Regions from separate parts of the Mus musculus genome. Here regions 2, 3, 4, 5 and 6 are each linked to region 1. The links are chromatin contacts, called in public promoter capture Hi-C maps. All regions are on one chromosome and are shown on one strand. Each heading gives the region's core, a stretch centred on a gene start, on an enhancer-like site or on the middle of the called end of the contact. The rest is flanking DNA. Distances are from core to core; before and after follow the strand shown. Region 1 holds the start of Spc25 (SPC25, NDC80 kinetochore complex component, homolog (S. cerevisiae)). Region 2 holds the start of Klhl23 (kelch-like 23). Region 3 holds the start of Mettl5 (methyltransferase like 5). Region 4 holds the start of Ssb (Sjogren syndrome antigen B). Region 5 holds the start of Ppig (peptidyl-prolyl isomerase G (cyclophilin G)). Region 6 holds the start of Ccdc173 (coiled-coil domain containing 173).

What was found. Promoter capture Hi-C pulls out the DNA fragments that hold promoters and counts their contacts.
Region 2: a promoter capture Hi-C map of liver shows a contact between it and region 1, with 2.6 times the contacts expected there. The contact joins the promoter of Klhl23 here to the promoter of Spc25 in region 1. A contact is called at or near these places in 2 of 39 promoter capture datasets (both in liver) and 1 of 9 other capture datasets (pancreatic islet).
Region 3: a promoter capture Hi-C map of liver shows a contact between it and region 1, with 2.0 times the contacts expected there. The contact joins the promoter of Mettl5 here to the promoter of Spc25 in region 1. A contact is called at or near these places in 4 of 39 promoter capture datasets (cranial neural crest, liver and pre-B cells).
Region 4: a contact with region 1 is called in a promoter capture Hi-C map of pre-B cells, with 4 times the contacts expected there. The contact joins the promoter of Ssb here to the promoter of Spc25 in region 1. A contact is called at or near these places in 1 of 39 promoter capture datasets (pre-B cells) and 1 of 9 other capture datasets (liver).
Region 5: a contact with region 1 is called in a promoter capture Hi-C map of erythroid cells, with 11 times the contacts expected there. The contact joins the promoter of Ppig here to the promoter of Spc25 in region 1. A contact is called at or near these places in 10 of 39 promoter capture datasets (the 3T3-L1 cell line, 3T3-L1-derived adipocytes, cranial neural crest and 6 more) and 5 of 484 Hi-C or Micro-C datasets (embryonic stem cells, erythroblasts, neutrophils and 2 more).
Region 6: a contact with region 1 is called in a promoter capture Hi-C map of pre-B cells, with 3 times the contacts expected there. The contact joins the promoter of Ccdc173 here to the promoter of Spc25 in region 1. A contact is called at or near these places in 4 of 39 promoter capture datasets (the 3T3-L1 cell line, liver and pre-B cells) and 1 of 484 Hi-C or Micro-C datasets (embryonic stem cells).

What each region holds. Positions count from the first base shown.
Region 1 is chr2:69,204,181-69,207,564 of GRCm38.p6, reverse strand. It overlaps Spc25 (SPC25, NDC80 kinetochore complex component, homolog (S. cerevisiae)), which reads left to right and starts at 1,352. Exons shown (of 7, transcript NM_001199124.2): 1 at 1,352-1,501; 2 at 2,387-2,539; 3 at 2,644-2,709. The coding sequence starts at 2,401.
Region 2 is chr2:69,820,434-69,823,842 of GRCm38.p6, reverse strand. Klhl23 (kelch-like 23) reads right to left here and starts at 1,473. Exons shown (of 4, transcript NM_177784.4): 1 at 1,201-1,473; 2 at 1-56. The coding sequence starts at 55.
Region 3 is chr2:69,884,297-69,887,914 of GRCm38.p6, reverse strand. It overlaps Mettl5 (methyltransferase like 5), which reads left to right and starts at 2,300. Exons shown (of 7, transcript NM_029280.4): 1 at 2,300-2,666. The coding sequence starts at 2,558.
Region 4 is chr2:69,860,271-69,864,013 of GRCm38.p6, reverse strand. It overlaps Ssb (Sjogren syndrome antigen B), which reads right to left and starts at 2,452. Exons shown (of 12, transcript NM_001110145.1): 1 at 2,302-2,452; 2 at 699-790. The coding sequence starts at 764.
Region 5 is chr2:69,721,398-69,724,868 of GRCm38.p6, reverse strand. Ppig (peptidyl-prolyl isomerase G (cyclophilin G)) reads right to left here and starts at 1,781. Exons shown (of 14, transcript NM_001081086.1): 1 at 1,506-1,781.
Region 6 is chr2:69,787,386-69,791,016 of GRCm38.p6, reverse strand. Ccdc173 (coiled-coil domain containing 173) reads left to right here and starts at 1,531. Exons shown (of 9, transcript NM_001077684.1): 1 at 1,531-1,602; 2 at 3,631. The coding sequence starts at 1,554. Phospho2 (phosphatase, orphan 2) reads right to left here and starts at 1,280. Exons shown (of 4, transcript NM_028521.2): 1 at 1,061-1,280; 2 at 696-731.

The sequences.
Region 1 (3,384 bases), core at 103-2,602:
ACAGGGTTTCTCTGTGTAGCCCTGGCTGTCCTGGAACTCACTCTGTAGACCAGGCTGGCCTCAAACCCAGAAATCCATCTGCCTCTGCCTCCTGAGTGCTGGGATTAAAGGCGTGCACCACTTGGGGATAAAATAGCCATAATCTGGTAGCTTAATCTTATAGTTGGCATTTGGATGCTTAAAGGGAATCAAAGAAATATTAGTATGGTCTACAAGCAAAGGGTTATTTTCAGAAACAATTATCATAATCAAAGATGAAAATAACAATAATTTTTTTTTAATATTGACCATCTCAAGTTCCTTGTTTTCTCTTTCTTTTCTTTTTTCTTTCTTTTTTTTTTTTTTTTTTTTTTTTTTTGGTTTTTCAAGACAGGGTTTCTCTGTGTAGCCCTGGCTGTCCTGGAACTCACTCTGTAGACCTGGCTGGCCTCGAACTCAGAAATCCGCCTGCCTCTGCCTTCCAAGGGCTGGGATTAAACGCGTGTGCCACCACACTTCAAGTTCCTTTTCTTTAAAGGGCATATTCTCAATTCCCTATCTTTCTCAGTTTTACAAAGAAAGATGTAGTTAGCAAGTCTGTTTCATCTGTGAAGTTGTCTTCTAACAAATCTTAGCTTAAAATCTTTACTATTTTTTAAAATTATGTGTATTTTTAATTATATGTTTAATAACTTGGTGGCTTCCATCTGTCTCTCTTCAGGGAGCACCGGTTACTTTAGTATACAGTGTTCTGATCCCATTCAGTTTGAAGTTCTGCGAGATCCAGGAGCTTGTTTTTGCCAGTAGGTCTTAAAATCAACAGCTGAAGGACTGGCGACATGGCTCAAAGTTGCAGGGCGTCTGCTCCTCAGGCAGAGGAGAGGAGTTTGATTATCAGTGGCTCACAACTGTTCCAGGGGATCCGATGCCCCCTTCTGTAAACACGTTCAAACATAAAAATTAAATAAGTAAAATACTCACGATAAATCAATGTTAGAAAAGCTTGGGAAATTCAAACATTAAGTTTGGGTAAATAGTTTGGTAACTTTCAGGATGTTTCAGCCTAATCAATCATAACTGGAGTCTGTTCAAGAGGATTTTCCGTCATTTCCAAAATAAAACGAGTGCAAGGAAGAAGGAAGTATATGTCATAAAAGAAAGCAGTTAAATTTCAATTTTTACATTTTTTTCTTCATTCTGGGGCAAGCCCTTCTACTTCACTATAGACCGCGTCCCAAGCTGTCTCAGCAAAGAACTACGAATCCCAGAATGCTCTGCTCCATAGTTGTCCGCGAGAATTCCGCAGGCCGATATCAACCAATCCTTGCACGGAGAGTCTGCCCTGTCAGCCAATCAGAAGACGGAGTTGAAGGGCGGGTAAGCAGGCGGTGGAGAGTTTGAAATTGAAAGACTGCGCGCTGGAGGAGCAGCAGACCCGGGAGCAGCAGACGGAAGAGCGGCGGGCTGGTTCCTGCCGGACAGGTCCAGTCTGGTGGAGACCGCGGCGTTCCTGGCCGCTCAGGTCGGGAGCCGTTTGAAGGGTTGTGGGGCTTCGCCGACCGCACGCCCGGGCTGAGGGAAGCCGGCCTGGGCATGTCGGCGTGGGTCCGCAGAGCCTGGAATGCGGGCGTCCGCTGTTAGCCGCGGAGTTCGGGTCCTGGCGCTGCTCGGTCCCGATCACACTCCCCTCTTCCGCCCTGCAGGGGGAGGAGTGGACGGAGCAGTCGGCCAGGGGTCTGATGCAGAAAACCTGCAGGTCTGTCTGTCCCCCAACCTCTTCGAGTCTCGGTCTCGTTGCCTGCGAGCAGGTCCTTTAGGAGAAGCGGAGTGACACCGGGGTCCTGTTAAAACATGACTTGAAAGCTTCGTGCAACCTTGTTTTGGTCATATTCTTTCCTCTCCTCCACCTCCCTTCATGCCTTCAGAACAGATTGATGCACATCCACCACAGTTAAGCCCAAATTGGCTTGGATCATCCTGTTGCTAACTACCGGACTGTTAGTGGATTATTTTTATCTTATTTTACATTTTATTAGGTTCTGGCCCAATGTTGACCAGGCTATCTTTGAACTCAAATACCTTCCTCTGCCTCTCTGCCTCTCTGCCTCCGATGTGCTGGGACAGTGCTGGGACAAAAGGCGAAAAAAGGCGTTTAGTTCACACCCTGTTGTGTTTATTTAGAAAAGGTCTCTTGTATATCAGACTGGTCCTGACGTTGGCTGACCTTTACCTCAGATTCTCCTGCCCCCAGCTGGAAATGTTGGAATTAAAGTCTGCCTTTATGCTAGCTGAGTTGCTCAATTATTAACCATTCTGTAGCAAAGTCAACCTGCAGACATAAACTCGAAAATGTGGCTTATTTGGTGTCGATAGCAACTAAAATACAGCTTTGTGCTCTGTTTTGCAGTGTCTTAAAACATAATGGGTGAAGACGAATTGGCACTCTTAAATCAAAGCATCAATGAATTTGGGGATAAGTTCAGAAACAGACTCGATGATAATCATAGTCAAGTGCTGGGACTTAGAGACGCCTTCAAGGACTCCATGAAAGCGTTTTCAGGTACTGCCAGCCCTTAACTCCTAACTTGTGGATTTTGCTGACCTTATTTATTTTTTACTGTTATTTCAGCGGGATTCAAATATCTCTTGTAATTTGTCTTTCAGAAAAGATGTCTTTGAAATTAAAGGAAGAAGAGAGGATGACTGAGATGATTCTGGAGTATAAAAACCGTATGTGAATCGTGTGTAGATTAGCTTTTAGATTGAAGGTCTTTATCGTGAAATCTTAAGTAAGACAGTGTTGTGAGTGTTCGTACATTCACACACATGCATAGACAGTCATCAAAATTCTGTTTGCGGGAGCTGGAGAGCTAGCTTAGCTCAGTGGTTTAAGAGCTCTGGCTGTTCTTCCAGAGGACCCAGGTTCAATTCCTATCACCCACATGACAGCTCACAACTGCCTATAACTCCTGTTCTATGGGATCTGACACCTTCACACAGAGATACATGTTGTCAAAACACCAATGTGCATGAAATAAAAATAAATTATTTTTAAAAGATTATGTTCCTATCACCAGCTTAAAGTTGAATATCTGCATCGTCTAGAACTATGAATATTTTTTCAGTATTTTTGAATGCTATGTGAACGGCATCATTTTATATGTATCCTGTCTTTTTATTTAACTAGTATATGTGTATGCCTATGTGTAAAGGGCAGCCTTTAAAAATTTTTTTTTTGTTTTCACATTGGAAATTTCAGCCAAGGAACAGAGTTCCTCAGAACTTTGGGGTCTGGTTAATATTCTAACAATCATATTTTTACCACAATTCTTTCCCTGTCATTTCTATGGATGTCCAGATATTTCAAATCTGGGTCTGTATCTTTTATTGAATTCTCACACATAA
Region 2 (3,409 bases), core at 224-2,723, 620 kb before region 1:
GATGCGACGAATCCTTGAAATGAAAAATGTAATCTTCTTGTCCTTTTAGAGCCATGCTGCAAAAAATACAAACACGTTTTCAGCTTTGTGTATTAACTCTAATAATTAATGTTAAAAATTCCGATCACCAGACATGGATGGCATCAGGCATATTCCAAAACTAGACTAAAATCAGATGCCCAAACACCATATGCAAAATGCGCTGAACTATTTATACGATGGTCTATTTAAAATCAGATTAACTAAATGAGGATTTTTTTTTTCCAGTTATCCATTTGTTGAGAGATCCTAGCTTACTACCCCCAGCCACCCAGTATCTGCACTGTCCCAGTCTGGCAGTTCCTGAGAGTCCCCAGGCCAAGTGTCCGAGGGGGTCACCCCGCCGCAGCCCGGCCCCAATTCGCCGTTGTTGGTTCTCCCCCTCCCCCCTCGATTTCAATTCACACTGAGATGCCACCAAGATGGAGAGAATCTCAGAAAAGGGATCCCTGCGCTCTGCAGCTTGCTGACAGCACAAGAGCGGCCGGGCCCGAGCTAGCTTCTGCAGCCCGCGCTAGCGCCTGGGCCCGGCCGGCGTTCCCGCCGGGAGAGCGCCCCGCCCCGGGGCCCGGCGCGGGGGTTCGGCTCCCGGGCGTCGCGCGCCGCCGTTGGCCGATGCCCGCGGCCTCTGCCCGGCCGGGTGCGCAGGTGTGGACGGCCCCGCGGCACCCACGCGCCCGCCCTCGCCACTGGGCCCGCACCGCACGGCCATTGTCTGCGCCCCGGCGCGCGTGGGCTGGGGGTGGCGGGGCCTCGTCTCCCGCGCTGCCCGTTCGCCTCTCTGGCCGGCCCCGGGCCGCCGGGCTCCGACCTACCTCGCTGGCGGCGCGGAACGCAGACTCCGGACTAGCGGCCGGCGGGGGCGGGGGCGGGGGCGCCTCCCGACCCTCTGACCATCTTTGGTAGCGCGCGGCGGGGCGCGGCGGAGGCCGCCTGCTAGCGCAGCTCCAGCCCACGAGCCGCTCCGGCTTCGGTGGCCCGCGGCTTCCCGCCTCCGCCCGCAGCCCCCCGCAGCCCGGGCGCCGCAGCGTGGGCTCCCGCAGCAGGTGGGCCGCGTCCACGGTCAGCCCCGCTCCTCTCGCGCGCGCACGCCCATCGCACTGCCTGCTAGGAGAAAGCCGGAGTCCCCAGCCAACGCCGGAGGGGAGTGTGTACCCTTACCTTCTCTGTCCTCTTGCCGGCCCTGGCCCTTGGCGTGCGGGGAGAGAGAAAGTGCCGAGAGAAGAAGGCGAAACTACGGTCTTCTATTAGGGCTGCCTTCAAATGCCACAAGTAGCTGCTTTCCCATAAACTCCATGCTGCCTCCAGCAGAGCGCGCAGGAAGGAGCTTTGGGGCTGCTTAAGCACACTAGGAGTTAACCTGGAAGCTTCCAGGGAAAGTGGGGGTAGCCTAGGTCAAGGCTGAATCCAGGCACCTAAGATTCTCGAGTTACTGTTGTAGAACACAAGCAGCTAAAAGGGGCAAGCTCCAGCCTTCTGGTGATGTCCATTGTGCCACACCAGAAAGTCCACTTTCTTATTGCAACAAAAGCTAGTATCAAATGTTTTTAGCCGCAAGATTTTGAATAACTTCCGAGCACCTCATAAAGTCCGGGAAAAGGTAATTAGGTTTGAAAGATGGTCCATGGCTGTCAGGGAGCTTACTGGAAGGAGGTCGCGGCAAACCAGGACCGGAGAGCTAAGGTTGTTCTTAAAGTAGTGTTGAAAAGAAAAGAGTAAGTAGACAGATACGTAATGGCCATACCTTACATGATGGGAGAACGCTGAAACTCCTAAGCGCCGAAAGCCAAGCCACAACCTGTGTTGAAATTGCACCAGAACAACCAGGAAGCCAACTTGGGTTTCTACCCCCACTTCCTCTTCAGGACCAACCAGGGAAGTATAAATATGCCAAAAAACGATCACTCTGTTTGTAGCCCACCCCCGGCTTTCCCAGCCAATAGCCTCCAATCAGATATCTGGGGTAGCAGAGGTGGAGGCTACTACTCTCCCCTCCCCCTTGCTTTTTCCTCTTCTTTTTCTTCTATTTTTATCCACGCTTCTCATGTCCCTGCTTTGAGCCTCTGGGAAGGACGAGTGATGGTGATTGGCCTTCTTGCCAAGCAAGCTCTGAACAAGTAACATGCTTGTTCTTCTTTGAGTGGGTTTAATTTAATTCCACATCTTAGTGTTGATCCCGGGGGAGTGTTGTGTAGAACTTCACAACCCTCACCCCAGATTTCAGAAATCTTCATTCTGTCCAAGAGCACCAAGTGATTCTTAGAAAACAACCTAAAACAAACAAACAACCAACAAAAACAAAACAAACAAAAACATGATATGGTTTATATCTTAGAGTCTGGTCAACAATTTAATACCACAGCAAGAAAGCAAAAGAGTCTTCGATTGGGGGGCTAAAGTTTACTCTGCCACTTGCCACTTAACATACAGCCTAGAGCAAACTACTAGACACACACGCGTGCGCACACACACACACACACACACACACACAAGCACACACACACAGAAATAATTTTTAAAATGTATTGTGTGCATGTGTGTGTGATCGAAATCGCGCTTGCAACATGTGTGTCTGTAATGTGTGAAGAGCCTGCAGAGACCAGAAGAGCGATACCATTGGATCCCCTAGAACCAGAGTCACAATGACTGTAAGCTGCTATGTAAATTCTGGGGCCCAAATCCTGGTCCTTTGCAATTGCAACAAGTGCTCTGAGCCTCTGAACCACCTCTCCAACATACAGAAAGAAGTCGTAAGAAAATATATATTGTAGGCTCTATACTAACTTATAGAATCTCAAAAATATGATCAATATATGCATAATATATATGTATATGGGGTAGAAACATACGTATAACAGTATATGATCAATGACTCTTGATAGAGAGGTTCACTGTATTGTCATTTGTGCAGACTTTTTTCAGATTATTATAGGAACCAATTAGAACTTTTGCTTCCAAGCTGTTGGTGCTGTCACAATCCTCTAATCTTAGCAGAGTAGGCTGAGGCAGGAAGATCCCGAGTTTGAGACTGCCCCACTGAAAATGGTAAGGCCCTGTCGCAAAACAAAATATTTGCTTATAGTGATTCCTAGTTCTGCTTAAAAACATGTTTCCTGAGGCTAGGGATAAAGACCAATGGCTAAGGTGCTTACCTCACAAACATGAGGACATGAGTTGAGCTCCCACAATGCACATAAAAAGCAGGGTGACATGTGCTTGTAATCCCACACTCAGAATGCAGAAAAAAAAATGGATCCCCAGGGCTTACTGACAAGCCAGTCTGACCCAGTCCATCAGCTATAGCCCCAGGGAGAGACACTGGTTCAAAACCAGGATAGGCAGTTCCTAAGGAGCAGCAACAGAGGCTGGC
Region 3 (3,618 bases), core at 1,051-3,550, 680 kb before region 1:
AATTTTTCAAATGTTTGATTTTTTAGTTTCTCCAAGTACATGGTGACCTGTTTAGAGGAAGGAATTATATATTTAAAGTAGATGCTGCAATTGTAGAAATGGCTTAGTAGTTAAGAGCACTGGCTGATCTTCAAAAGGACCCAGGTTCAATTCTCAGTATCCACGTGGTAGCTTACAACTCCTGTTCCAGGGAACCTAATGCATTCTTCTGAACTTTGCAGGCACCAGGCATGCAAATGGTACAGAGACATAACACAGGCTAAACACCTATACACATAAAATTCTTTTTTGTTTTTGTTTTTTGGGGAGAGGGGGAGACAGGGGGGAGAGAGGGGGGAGAGAGAGGGGGCAGAGAGAGGGGGCAGAGAGGGAGAGGGGGAGGGAGAGGGAGAGGGAGAGGGAGAGGGAGAGGGAAAGAGGAGAGGGACCTAACTAGTTTCATCCATCCATCCTTTCTTACCAACAGATAACACATCACCAACTAATATTAGCAAGACATTTGGTACAAGAAAAAGAGCTTAATGTACTAGCTCAATGTGCTAAAGATTTTATATATAGTAACTCATTTCATTCTGGTAACTGTGAAATGTACTTTTCATAGAAAATAATCTTAGATACATTCTCAACTTCATCAGCTCTCTACTCCTTTAAAAATAATAAAAAGAGAAATCATCCTATTGAGGGCAATCTTGTATTTAAGTACTGGATCCTGACCCCTCAAGATTGGGGAGCTGTGCCCTGAATGGTGGTAGATACCTTTAATCCCAGCACTGACGCAGAGGCAGGCAGTTCTCTGTGAGTTTGGGGCCATCCTAGCTATGGACTTGTAGCAAAGCCTTGTCTCAATATAAACACGCAAACAAACAAACAAACAAGATTGTAAATGCATCCAATATTTTCTTTGTCTTTAAGAATTTTTAAAATGTGTATCTGTGGTTTGCCTGCATGTATGCTTGTGCACCGCACGCATGCAGTGCCTTCAGAGGCCAGAGGAGGACATCAGATCCCCTACAACTGCAGTTAGAGATGGTTGTTAGCCATCCTTATGGACTGAAGACAGGTCCTCTGGAAGAACAGCGTGATCTTAATGGCCTGGCCAAGACCTTTTCTTTGTTTTAAAAGAACATACTTTTTTCTTATTTTAAATTTTTATTTGATTTATTATTTTCTGTGTGGGGAAGGTTGGAAGATAAACTTCAGGAATCAGTTCTCTCCTTTGTGGGTTTCAGGGTATCTTGTATCTTGCCTGCTTTTTTTTTTTTTTTTTTTTTTTTAAGACAGGGAGATAGGGTCTATGTAGTCTTGACTGGTCTAGAACTCTCTACATGAACTAGACTGGCTTTGGAACTCACAGAGATTCACCTGTCATTGTCTCTTCAGCATATCTTATAAGTGTTAAGTCACCATCACCTCCACTCCTGTGTTTTAAACACTTTCTATTCTCTACATTTTATTATTAGACATGCTCTTGTCTCTTTATATCTTGATGATGGTGATGGTGGCAATGGTATTAGGAATGCAGTTCAGTAGTCGCTTGCCAGGCATGCACAAAGCCCTGGGCTCAAATAAAATACGACTATTAATGGCAATAATAAAGTCATTCGAGCTTACTAGGCATTGGTCACCTTAAGTCTTCTTTTCATAATTATAATTATTTTTAAAATTTGCTGCTATGTGCCTACTTCCATTTTTTCCCCACAATCCACAACTTCTGTTTTCAGAATAACAAGTTTCATAGTGTTTCCTACGTTTGACACCACAACCATATTCTCTGTTCATTGTGTAGCCCTGGCTGGTCTGGAACTCACTTTGTAAACCAGGCCATCCTCAAACTCACAGAGATCCTCCTGAATGAGGAACTAAAATGTACACTACCCATGCCGGCAATATTCTTTCTTTTCAAATCTCTTTTGACGTTTCTTCTTGCTTCACTGACATCCGTAAGTGCTAAGAAACTCGAAGCCTCAGAAAACGAGGACGGGAAGATTAAAGCCGAGCATTCGACTGGAGAAGGACGCAGAGGTGGGTGTAGACCGCTACTTTCTGAGGCGTGGGTGGACACGGGCCTGGTGTCCCATATTGCCTTCAACTCTCTCCCCATCCCTTGCAGGTCTATAGATACTCAAGACAAAGCTGGCGTTCCCGGGCTTGGTGGAGGCTGGTTTGTGATCGCCGATGAAGACCGCTTCTTCCGATGGCGCCCACGCGGACCAAAAAAACCACTCTGGTCCTCGTCGGAACCAGGGAGCCCGGCAGAGGTTGCAGCTCGGCGCCCGGCAGAGGGCGTGCATGCGTGTCGGTACTTCCGGCACTGCGGGGAGGGACCGCGAGGACCAGCTAGAGGCATACGAGTGCTTTCCTGGAGCGTCTGGGTTCCACGGGCGGCGATCCCCGCGAGGCTCGTGGGATCCCCTCGCTGAGTCCTAAATAGTCTGTCCCCGACCCTCCACCCCACCCCCACCCTGCACCGCTGGGGAGTTTCGGGTTAGGTAGACTTCCCTGCAGCTCCCGTGCTGTGAAGCCCCAGGAGCCCAAACTTTAAAATACAGAGAAAACGATGAAGAAGTTAAAGCTTAAGGAACTAGAGAGTCGCCTGCAAGAAGTGGATGGATTCGAAAAGCCCAAGTTACTTCTAGAACAGTATCCCACCAGGCCGCACATTGCAGGTAGGGCGGCTGGTTCATCGTGCCCTCTTGGGGCTTGATCCTGTCCAGTTCATGATGAAAATAAGTAGCGATTTGGATATAAGGAAGTTCTGGAGACATACCATACCTTTAGACAAAGTAGTTTTCTGACACTGCAGCGTAGACACTCCGAACCCAACCACTCATTTTACTGTTTTTTCTGAGTGTCCATTAGCATTATCAGACAGCTTGTTTGTTTGTTTGTTTGTTTGTTTCTCTCAACACACTGTAAATTCTCAGGAGCAAGGAATTTGTTAGTCTTTTCGGTGTCTAGAGAGTCATGTACTAGTTAGGAGCTCATTAAACATTTGCTTAATACAGATAACTTCGTACTGAAGTCAAGGACATGTATTTCCCGTGTTACGTATTTCTGCCCTAGAGACAAATACTAGAAATCGAGTTTCAGGTTGTGGACAGTTGAGGAAGCGTTTCTTCACAAATGACCTCTTGCTTGGTGCCAGAGATTGATACTGAGAATGTAGGAGAGAATAGAGCAGAATCCATTCATATGTAACACCCTTAGCAGAGTAGCAGGGAAGACTTGGTAAAGTTCTTTTGGTTGGGAGTACCTGCAAGAGGGAATCTCTTTCAGTTCCAAAATGGCTGTGTGTAAGCTGCCAATGTAATCTCCATGGGTTTTCATTCTAAAATAGTGTCATATCACCAATCAGATTTGCAATGAACTGTGTTCAGATTAAGACTAGTCTGCTATGTATTTAGCGTGTGTATGTTCGTGTGTCTTGTGTGTATGGAGGGTAGAGGTCAACATAGGGTGTTTTTCTCAGTTGCTCTCCATACGTTTGAGCCAGGGTCTTACTGTATTTAGAGCTTACCCATTCACCTAAACTGGCTGACCAGCAAGCCTCAGAGATCCTTCTGTCCTGTGTTCCTAGCACTGGGTTTATAATCATGAACACCTGACCTTTTACATGGC
Region 4 (3,743 bases), core at 1,203-3,702, 660 kb before region 1:
GTTATTTCATGGCATAAAAGCAATTTATGGGCAATTTCCCCACAGCCATACTGTTACTGACAACATTCCATCTAAACCTAAATTTGAAATGCTAACAGGACTTTTGTTATTTTTCTTTCTTTCTTTTTTTTTTAAGATTATATTAAATGCAGGTTTATTGGGAAGCTGATCTTAGATGGGCAAGATCACTGGCCCCAAGGATGAAGGCCAGGGAAGTCTCCATGGGGAAGTGGGGCAGGAAAGAGAGAAAGAGAGAAGGGGCTAAGTGCACGCAGAGAGAGAAGTGGAGAACAGTCTAACAGGACTTTTGAAATGCATAATTTGTTAAAAAGTTATGTTAACTTTTTAGAAGAGAACTAACTAGATAGAATAAACTATTATTTGACCAGAAGTACTTTACCATGGAATTTATGCTAGCTTGTTAGATATTAGGCACACCATTAATTTTCACATCAACTTACAAATATTACCTCCATTTTACAGACTTGGGAACTCTGTGTCTCAAAAATAAACACCAGTCTACAGTGTTACCTTTGGAATGTCTGTAATTCTTGAGACTTCTAACTTTGCCCTAATATGAATACATTCATATTAACTCCAAGAATCAAAGCTAAGCCAGTTGTTTGAAAAGCCCACATATCGCTATTAGATGTTCTGTTTTCATCTTAAGTTACAATTTAACAACACAAGAATCATACCTCAATTTGATGACAGATTTTGGCCTCCAAAGCAGTCATTTTTTCATTATCTCCATTTTCAGCCATTGTGGCTATCTGTAAAGTTTCTCACACTGGTAGGAAGGTTATTATTTTTATATAATAGTCAATACAAGAGAATGAGTAAAAAGTATGCCACTTTTTTTTTAATTTCAAGAATTCCTAACCTTACAGGTTTCCCTATGAATTCTCATACATCTCAACAAAGCAACACCTTGGATTATGGATGGAAAACTCAGATCAACAACCCCTCCTCCCAGTAAATCCTACTTTGTAACCAAACTCTTCATGTAGTTGGTAAAGCAAAGTTCAGCGATAAAAACAAAAAAGCAGAAAATGTCCACTTAACTACCCCTGAATCATTTCTAGCTTTAAAAATATCAGTATTATAGTCTGCCAGCAGTATATTCCTATAGCCCTCAATGCCAATTATTTGCGTTTCTTTTCAAATTAGTCACAGCTGACTTACCAAAACTTATTACTGGTAAAAATGAAAATAGAGTTCAGATATGAAAGTTACGGTGTTAGACACTATATAGGAGAATACAAGAAAAATGGGACCTTGTGAGCACAGATACAAAAAATTTTAAACTAGGGACGCTGGAAGGTAAGGATGTGCCTAAAACACTACTACACTGGTTAACTCTATAGCCACTTTCCTGTTTCACGGTCTGACAACAATCCTAGAATAAAGAGGGACTGTGATACTGGTTTGCTAGAAATCACAAACCGGATCTTCTGTCTTACTGGCTTTCAGCGCCTTACTAAACCACCCTACCATATTGTACGGAAGTATACCAGCTCTTGAAGAGTTTATCTGCAGCAGCTGAATATAGTTATGAGTTACTGTTGGTATATTTCTTGAGACATTGCTCAAAATGCTGGAGACTGCTGGCGATACACTGGTCCTGTAATGGGAAATCTACGAAGTACACGTCCCACTTCAGAATTTACTGTTACAGGCGCTGGTTTGTCTCCCACTACCAACAATCTCACTTCTCATTACTACAGAGACACAGGTCAATAACGACCTAGTTAGCCCCTGCAAGACTTCTGCGGCCTACCCAATTTAGGGACTGTTTCACACTGAAGACAGAATGGCAATGGCAGTTCTTTGAAGGAAAAAAAAAAAAAAAAAAAGATAGCGACGCTGGGAACCCAATAGCGGCCCCCACTTCTTCGGCCTCCAGTCAGTCCCCACAGAACCCTGTCGCGTTTAACCCGCACCGACCACCCTAAAGACTTAAATGGTCCGAAACATCCGCCTCTGGCCAGTCAGGAAAGGGGTGCAAGGAACAAACCGAAAGGACGCCGTGAGGATGCGGCGAGCCTCTGCCTAAAGGCCCCGCGAGAGCCGCATCCTCCCACACCGGCCCGCCGGGATCCCTGCCACGTGGAAAGCCCCAGGCGCCCGCATCTCTGGCCGGGGCCCGCTCCGTGGCCTCGCCGAGGCCCGCGCCCCCTCGGGCCGCGGTCCAGCACACGGCCACGGGCCGCGCGGCCCACGCGGCGGCGCGGAGAGGAAGGTGAGGCCTGCGCATAGCACAGCCCTTCGTACCTTCTCCTCAGTTTCCAAGAAGCTCACCTCAAAGATTCGGATCCCACGGTCACCACAGCTTCAAGAACAACGACAGAAGCGCCTGGACTTCCGAGCGCCGGCGGGCCAGCCAAACGCGCTTAAAGATGGGGGCTTTCCCGGCAGCCCTTGCGGACAGGTGGGCGTGGCCGCGGACGCAGTGGCCCGGCTCTGCTTTCCACGCACGCGCCGTTACCGCAGCCTCCCACAATCCTCGGAGGAGGAGTCCCGCCCTCCCGCCCGAGAAATTGTTAAATTGCTCAGCAGAATGTTAGGGGCTGACAGGAAGTGTTTTTGTGGAGATCTTTGTTTTTAATGTGTTTCTGGGCAGTATGTTCGAGCCTTCCCTTCTTTCTTCTGTAGCGCTTGGTTTTTCTTTTTTTCCCCCTTTGTCTCTTTTTTCCTTTTTTTTTTTTTGAGACAGCGTTTCCGTGCGTAGTCCTGGCTATCCAGGAACTCGCGCTGCTCTGTAGACCAGGCTGACCCTCAAACTCCTCCTGCCTCTGCTGAGACACTCGCCTACCTCTTCCGGGAGTGCTGGCATTATTAAAGGGGTGCGCCAGCACGCTTGGCCTTTTGCAATGTATTTGACTTGCATGGTGTTGTGGTTTTGGAAAAAAATTAAAAAACCATACAGTTGCTTGGTTTCCGACAGGCTAGCTCTCTGAAGCACAAACTGGCCAATGATTCGAACTCCTGCTTCAGTACAAAGTGCTGGGACTTCACCTACATCACCAGGCTCTTACTGCTCCCCCTCTTGCTGCTGCTGTCTATCTTTGCTTGTTTTGATGTTGGAGTCTGACTCAATGAGTAACCCAAGCTGATCCCAAACTATGCTTCTGCCTCCAGCCACCCTAGTGCTGGGATTACAAACAAATCTTTTTAAAAGTCTCTTGCTCCCAGCACTTGGGAGGCAGAGGCAGGCGGATTTCTGAGTTCGAGGCCAGCCTGGTCTACAAAGTGAGTTCCAGGACAGCCAAGACTGCACAGAGAAACCCTGTCTCTAAAAACCAAAAACCAAACCAAAACAAAAAAGTCTCTTGCTAGGAAAGAAGTACATTTAGAATAGTTTGAGAGACTTCACACTTAAGTCAGGACTGCCACTTTTTACATAACAATTTTAACGTTTTAGAGGTGCAATTTCCTTATGACATCATCTTTTTCCTTCAGTGTTCCTGGAATATAAAAATTACTTTCACAAAATAACTTCATAATCTCAGAGCATTTTGGAAGTTCCCAAACAGATAAACTCTAAAATTTGAAGAAGAAGAAGAAGAAGAAGAAGAAGAAGAAGAAGAAGAAGAAGAAGAAATGCATTTATAGGTTAACTATACATGCCATTTTGGCCAAAGAAAAAAGAATTTACTAGTATTATCCTCAGGTAGTTTTAACTTTAGATTAATTACATTCAATAAAAAAATTTTCAAGTTTCTACTTACTGTGAGACATAA
Region 5 (3,471 bases), core at 532-3,031, 520 kb before region 1:
AGTTGTCAGGAAAAGTCACCTATGCTCTTCCAAATAGAACCATTTTCTTTAATGTTTTTGATATACACAAACTACTGGTATGCAAAAAATGAGCTGGTAGAAAAACACCACCTAACAGGTATTCTGAAAACTTAGGAGTTAGTTTGTGGTCCAGTGATCTAGCACTTGCCCTCAGTTGTGAAGTCTTGAATCTATGCACACAAACAAATGTGGAGACCAATGGTTAGGAATACAGCTCAGTGGTGCTTGCCCTAAAAATGCCAAAGACCTCAAACAAAGCAAAAAATGCGCCTTGTCAGTAAAAGTCAAAGGTCCAATTATAGCAGTCTTCTCTGAATATTTGAAGTACTGCCTGCACATCTCAAGGTCCAAATTTTGGCCTACAGAAATAAAAAATACAATTTTTGATATATATATATACACACACACACACACATACATACACACACACCAACCTACTTAGGGAGTGAGCAGAACAACCCAATCAATTTAATAAAGCTTAAAGAAACTGTTAAGCAACTAGCTTCTTTTAAACAGAGAGAAATGTAAACTATTACATGACTAATAACACTCCACATTATTAAAATTAAAGAGTGGGGTCCCTAAGGTGTTTTTGTTTGTCTCATCAAGTTGTTCAGGCTGGCCTTGATTGGTGACCCTTTCTCTTCAGCCCGGGATTATAGACATTGTGACACCAAATCAGGAGTTACACTTTTAGGTAAGTTAGAAGCAGCCTTTCTAAGTATCTGTGCAGTTCCTCTTATGGCTATCTTTTAAAACTTATAAAAAAGGTTTCCTCGAACTGTCCAGTATCTGTTACAAAATAGCAATTACTAGTCATCATATTCTTTATACAATGGGAATGACACTAACACAAATCTTATCCTTTCTGGATTTAGCTTCTGAAAGTTAATATGGACCTTCCAAATTTTCAAAACACTGTATTATTTCTTAAATGTTCTGGTGATCAAAAACAAACAAACAAAGAGAGTCTTTACTTAATCTTTACTTAGCGCAAGTAATGTATTCGTGCTAAGAAATCAAACTGAGTGCACAGGGTGGTGCTTCCATAAGGTTTTCCAAAACAATTAGACAACGGATGCCCGCTACGGTTGACTTTGTTCGACATCAAGAGGAAACACGGAAAAAATCAGTTCGTTTCTCCTAAAGGCGAACGGGGTTCAGAAACCATCTTCTCCTCAACAGAATCCTCCTCCCCCAAAGGCCCGGCCGCTTCCAGTCGCTCAGGAACATGAGAAAACTTCTAAGGCCCTGAGGTTAACATCTCGCATTTGAGTTTTAGGAGTGTCCCTAACACCAAGGGCCTGTGTCACTGAGGCATGCACGCCAGCCGCTGTCCTACGGGAGGAAAAGGTCGGGAGGACCGGAGCCCGCGGTCGATTTTATTCCCGGGGATCCTGGCTCTGCGCCCGTCCCTCCCTAACCCTAACCTGACAGGCCCTCGCGCTGCGCCTCCCCCTTCCCTAACCAGAGGTCCCACCTACCACGCCGCAGCGCTCCGTCTCCCGGTTCTGAAGCCTCCAAAACGAACCTAGCTCCCGGGAGCCGAGGCTGCCGTCGCTGCCGCCATATTACAGCTTGTGCGGCAAAATGCGTCAGGGAGGAGGTGTGCGCCCGAGCCGGGAGGGCGGGGGCTGGAGAGGAAGAGCCGCTTCCTTCGCCCCGGGGCTCGGCTGCAAGCCGCCGGGCCACCACGGGGCCCCAGGCCGCGCCGCGGTCCCCGGGGCCACCCCTCCGAGCCCGAGCAGCCCAGAGACCTCGACGGAAAGACGGTTACCTCGGCCCAGAGGCCCGCCGCGGCTCCGCCCCTCGCCCTGAGCCCTTCCCGCTCTCGTCCCCAAGGCCCGCAGAAGACGCCGCCGCGCCGACAGACGCTCTCGCATCCCTCACCTGCCCCGCCGCGGGCTTCTCGTCTCCCGGCCCGGTCCTGGAAAGCGCTTCAAATCTACCGCCGTCAGGAAAGGCGCTAAAGCCCACTAACCGCCTCCCTCCCCCACAGCCCAGGCCAGGCGTGGAGGGAAGGTGTCGCGCCGGAAGTACGTCAGGGATGGGTGCCGGCGACTCCCGGCGTTCCCGGGCTGACGTCAGCATCTTCTCCTTGAGCTTGTAGGGTCTCTTCTGCCTTTTAAAATACGTTCCCGACGGGTCGCTTGATGGTTTCTGAGAGTTGATTGGATCGGTGTGGATCCGTCAGAATGTCACAGCGCTCCCGAAATGATGCGCATCACTTTATAAACAGTGACATCCTCTGTCGAGGTATTTAGAGAGACGTTCTGCCTCCAAGGAACCTTCAGCAAACGCTCAAAAGCTAGTAACAAAGATGAGCTACTTTCGGGACGTGGTAGCGCATGCCTTTAATCCCAGTAGTCGGGGATTAACATTTTATTGAGACCGGGTCTTACTATATACCTTGGCTGCCTTGGAGCTCTCTACGTAGATCAGGCTGACATCAAACTCTTTAAGAGATTACCCTGCCTCTGCCTCTTATCCCAAATGCCTGGTCCTATTTTAATATGGTTGTATTTGTGCCTGTGTGTATATGCACTGTATATCTATAACTGCTTGCAGAGGTCAGAACAGGGTGTCAGATCCTCCCCGTCCCCAAACTGGAGTTAAAAGCATTACGAGACACTCAATATGGGTCTTCCTTCAAGAGCCACAAGTGCTCCTAATGGCTGAGCCATCTCGCCAGCCCTTGGCCATGTGATTTAATTTTCGAGGATGAAATTTGAGACAAAGTGGCATGCTGCTCTAGGCTTTAAGACATTGCCTCTTATTTTCTTCATTTGCCAATATATTCTAATCATCCACAAACAAGGAACTGGCAGGCATTAGAATAACATAATGGAAGGAATTTAGATCCCAGAATAACTACATGGAGCAGAAATGCCTCCTATCGGGCTCATTCACCTAAGATCTTAATTTGTGAGAGAAATCGATCTTTTAAAGCCAGAAACAAACAAAAAGGAATTCCATTGTAAAAATTAAATCTAGGATGCCACACAGTGGCGGTGGACATCTTTGATCCCAGCACTTAGGAGGCAGAGGTAGTCGGATCTCTAAGATTGAGGCTACAGAGACCTACACAGAATTTAGAAGATTGAAGTAAGGCAGAGTGTTGTACAGTTATTTCATCTGGACAGAAATGTTTCCTCCTGGAGGGAAATCAGGATGAAACTCCCAAAACTCACAAGCAAGTTTCAGGAACTCGGGCTGGAGACATAGCAAATTGGAGCTCTTGCTGTGCAACTGCGAGGCCCAGAATTCAGATCCGTACACCCACATAATAAGAGAGGCTTCGTGTGCAAACCTGTAATCCCAGCTCAAAAAAAGTGAATAGAGATAGGTCCCAAGACTCTCTGGCTTCCAGCCTAGCTGAGAACATCCCAGATTTGGGGAGAAAACTTGACTCAAAATGATTAGATAGAGAACAATAGACAAGGCCACACA
Region 6 (3,631 bases), core at 282-2,781, 580 kb before region 1:
GTCATTTAAATTCTGTTTCCAATTAGGGTGCAAAAGAGCTTCGAGACAAAAAAAAAAAAAAAAAAAAAACAACAACAACAAAAAAAAAACCCAACCCCCCCCCCAAAAAAAAAAAACTAGTTCTAGACCAACTTGTATGGAAAAGGCACTTGCAATCGGGAGTTTCAAGTCAAATATGAGACCCTATTTGAAATATAAGACCATATGAGAACGTTACTGAGATATTTTATGAGGTTCAATACTTGTAACTAATTTGGTAAAACTCCTGATAATTTTCACTGAGAGACGTGGTCTACACAGCTTCTGCCTTCTAAGTTATATACTCTGCCCCAGTTGCTTCAAGGATAACTCTAGAGTGAACAGGTTAAAGGGCACCTGTGTTGTCCCTTGTGGTGAGGTCCCTCAGCTCAGAGTTTCTGTCCCGTGAAGGAACTTCCTGCTCACTCTGCGTTATCTTGTGGGAAGAGGGCCTTAGGAAGAGAAAGGTACAATTTGCTGGGGATGCAGCTAGCACTGTGTAATTCACCGATCTCTCGCTAGGCGTCGTGCTCCCTCACAAACTATGCAAGCGGCTGTTGGCCTACAAAGACAGTTCAATCCCTGACCTTTCCAGCCCTGCGGAGCTTTCAACTCGCTTAGCACAAGTACACAAAAGTTCCGTCTCCAGAAATTTTTATTAATCCTTCCATACTTACCAGCATTATTACAGTGGAACATCTCTGATAGAAAACCTGAGGAGAGATAGCACAACTATGCATTAGAACGTTCATTATTGAAAGTCGCACTTCCTTTAATTTAGTAATGAAATCAGCTGTACAGCGATATGTCAGGAGAGCCTCTGCTGAGATCAAGTGCCAGTCCACTTTTTGTGTCATTAGAGACTGACTGGTTCCCGAAGTACACTAATTACAAGTTATTTACCAAGCAGTTTAATGTATGTTAAAGGTATCAACGCGAATGTTCTGGGGACAACATTCAAGTTTTAATAGTCCTACGTAACAACTGACAGGGTCTCATATAGTCCTGACTATGCCTCATAAATCAAATCATTTAAAAACACCTTTTCTGTCCTTTAATCCTTGTGGCTCGGTGGTCAAAGGGCTGTCCTTCACCTCAGCCAGCGGGGCGCAGAGTAGAAGCTCGCACCCAGCCTGGGCCTCGACTCGCACACCGGCCGGTTCCAAACTAGCGCAGCGAGTGAGAAAAGCGGCAGCGGCCGAGCGGGACCGAGGGCTCCTCACTGACCCAGGCCTGGGTCGCAGCGGGCCGCCAGCATCAGCACCAGCGTCGGCCGGTTGGTTCTCGTGCCTTACGCAGCCGGTGAACTGCTAGCGCCGGCTCGCCCACTGCTCTGCACTGCGCACGCGCACACCCGGGCTTCGGGCCTCGGTTCAGCCGCGGACAGGGCTCCTTCCTGGTTCCTGGATTGGAGACTGACGTCACTTCCGGCGTGGTTGCTAAACAACCAAATGGTTTAGTTATCGCTCAGTAGCTGACTTCAGCTTGGAAGTAGTATCACCTGCTCTGGACTCGCGGGATCAGCTTTGTTAAAGATGCAGGTGCGCTTTGGACGGCGCTCCGGGCAGGCGAAGGAAAGCCAAGGTGAGCTGCCTTGGCCCGTGCCGGAGCTGGGGTTGTTGTTTCTAGAACCCCAGCATAGGGTGACAAAGTGAGGGCTTCGGTTGCCTTTTGAAATGGGCTTTAACCAAGTCGAAAGCAGTCCCAGCAAGCATCCTTGGAAGTTAGGCAGGTTGGCCTTCAGGTGAATGAGTGGAAAAAGGAAAGAGGACTAGGGGAGCGTAGCAGTAGAAAGAATAGACTAGGAGTAGAATAGGGGTAGAAAAGGCAGCAGTTAGAGCCTTACCCCAGCTGTAACTCGTCAGACACTCGGGGCACTTAAGCTTTGTAATTCGTTGAATAAATTTTGGAATGCCGTTTGGAAATGTTATTGACCTATCAAAATCTTTATAATGTTGCAGACCTGCTGAGTAATCTTTTCTAAAGCTCACGGAAAAACCTCAGTTCTTTCCACGCTAAAGTTAAAATTCTCCCCTAGTCAAATGCTTTGATAATGTAAAAAAAAAAAAAAAAATGATAATGAGGTAATTAAAGTGACCAATTAAAGTGACCTAAGATTTGATTTTTTTTCAAAGATGTGAGCAAGTAGGACTTCTAAAAACAAAGTCTTTCCACAAGTTTAATTGTTGTCATGGTAACTAATAGATTCTTGGAAATTTGAACTATCTTCACGTTTTGCTTGAGTTCTGTAGCAATAGCACCCTACCCCCACCCTGCACCCTAGGATAGACACAATCTGGTCAGTGGGAACATTAGGAAATTTGATTCATACACAAGGACATTGTAAAAGTAATTTTTATTCACCAGATGTAACTGTTGTCTTGGAGGCTTACTGCTGAATAAGCTCACCCTTTCTAGTTCTTTCTGAACTCTGGCCTCGATGGTTCAACACAGGTGTTCTGGCCCAAACTCCTCTGCAAGCTGACTGATTCAAACTGGCTTCTCTCAGCCTCTTTCTGAATTGCTCCACTTGGAAAAACTGCTGTGTATTGAGGAGAGATGCTTTCGAACAGTGGTTCTCAATCTCCCTAGTGCTGTGACCCTTTATTACATACAGTTCCTTATGTTGTGGCGACCCGCACCATAAAATTATTTTCTGTGCTACTTCATGATTATAATTGTATGAATTATGCTTAAATTATTATTATTAAATATCTGTGTTTCCCAGTGGTCTTAGGCGACCCTCATTCGACCCCCAAAGGTGCTGAGATGCACAGACTGAGAAACTGCTGCTTTAGAGGAAGCGTGCAGTCTGAAACGCTGGGGAAAGCTCACAGTGTTAAGGAAAGCATGCTAAGGAGAGAGAAGAAAAGGAGAATACACTCCTCTGATCAGTTCAGAAGAGTGAAGAGACTTAACATGTTACATGTTAACATGTTAACATGTTACATGGCTGTGCCCCATAAGGTTCTGCATTGGGGCAGGGATTCTGGGAAAGAGCATAAAGCAATAAAATCACGTATATGACAACATGAATGAATCTCAAAGTAATTCTTTTGAGTAAAATCTATAATAAAAGTAGTAGATGAGTGGTGGCCTAGTAGAGCCTAAGGAGGGATGGCAAGCAGTAAATGGGTGTGGGGACTGTTGGTGTCCTGTGGCCGTTATCTGAACTGTAATGATGGCTTTGGAGGCATATACTTATCAAATTTAATGAAATGGGTCTTATAAAAGAGCTAATTCTGCCTATCTCATTAGCATGACTCGAGGAGTTCTAGGATGGACCCTGAGAAAACGTGATTGAATCCCAACCCCACCAGCATGTTTGATCTCCACCCAGGCCGTAGACCTCACTCTCTTGATCAGGAGTTTTTCCACCAAGATCCCACAAAGTTCAATGTCTTGCCCAAGTTTACAAATGAAGGAAATCACCAAAGATTTGATCACTTCACTCTGATTTCATAAAGTCTCGTATTATCTCCCTCAGCCAATCTTAAGTTACACATTTGAGGCAATTTTCAGATACTACTATACTCCAGAAATTTCTGGAAAAAAAAGTCAGGTGAACTCTTCCTGAAAAGTATTTAAAAATTATGTTTCTTAATGCATTAGG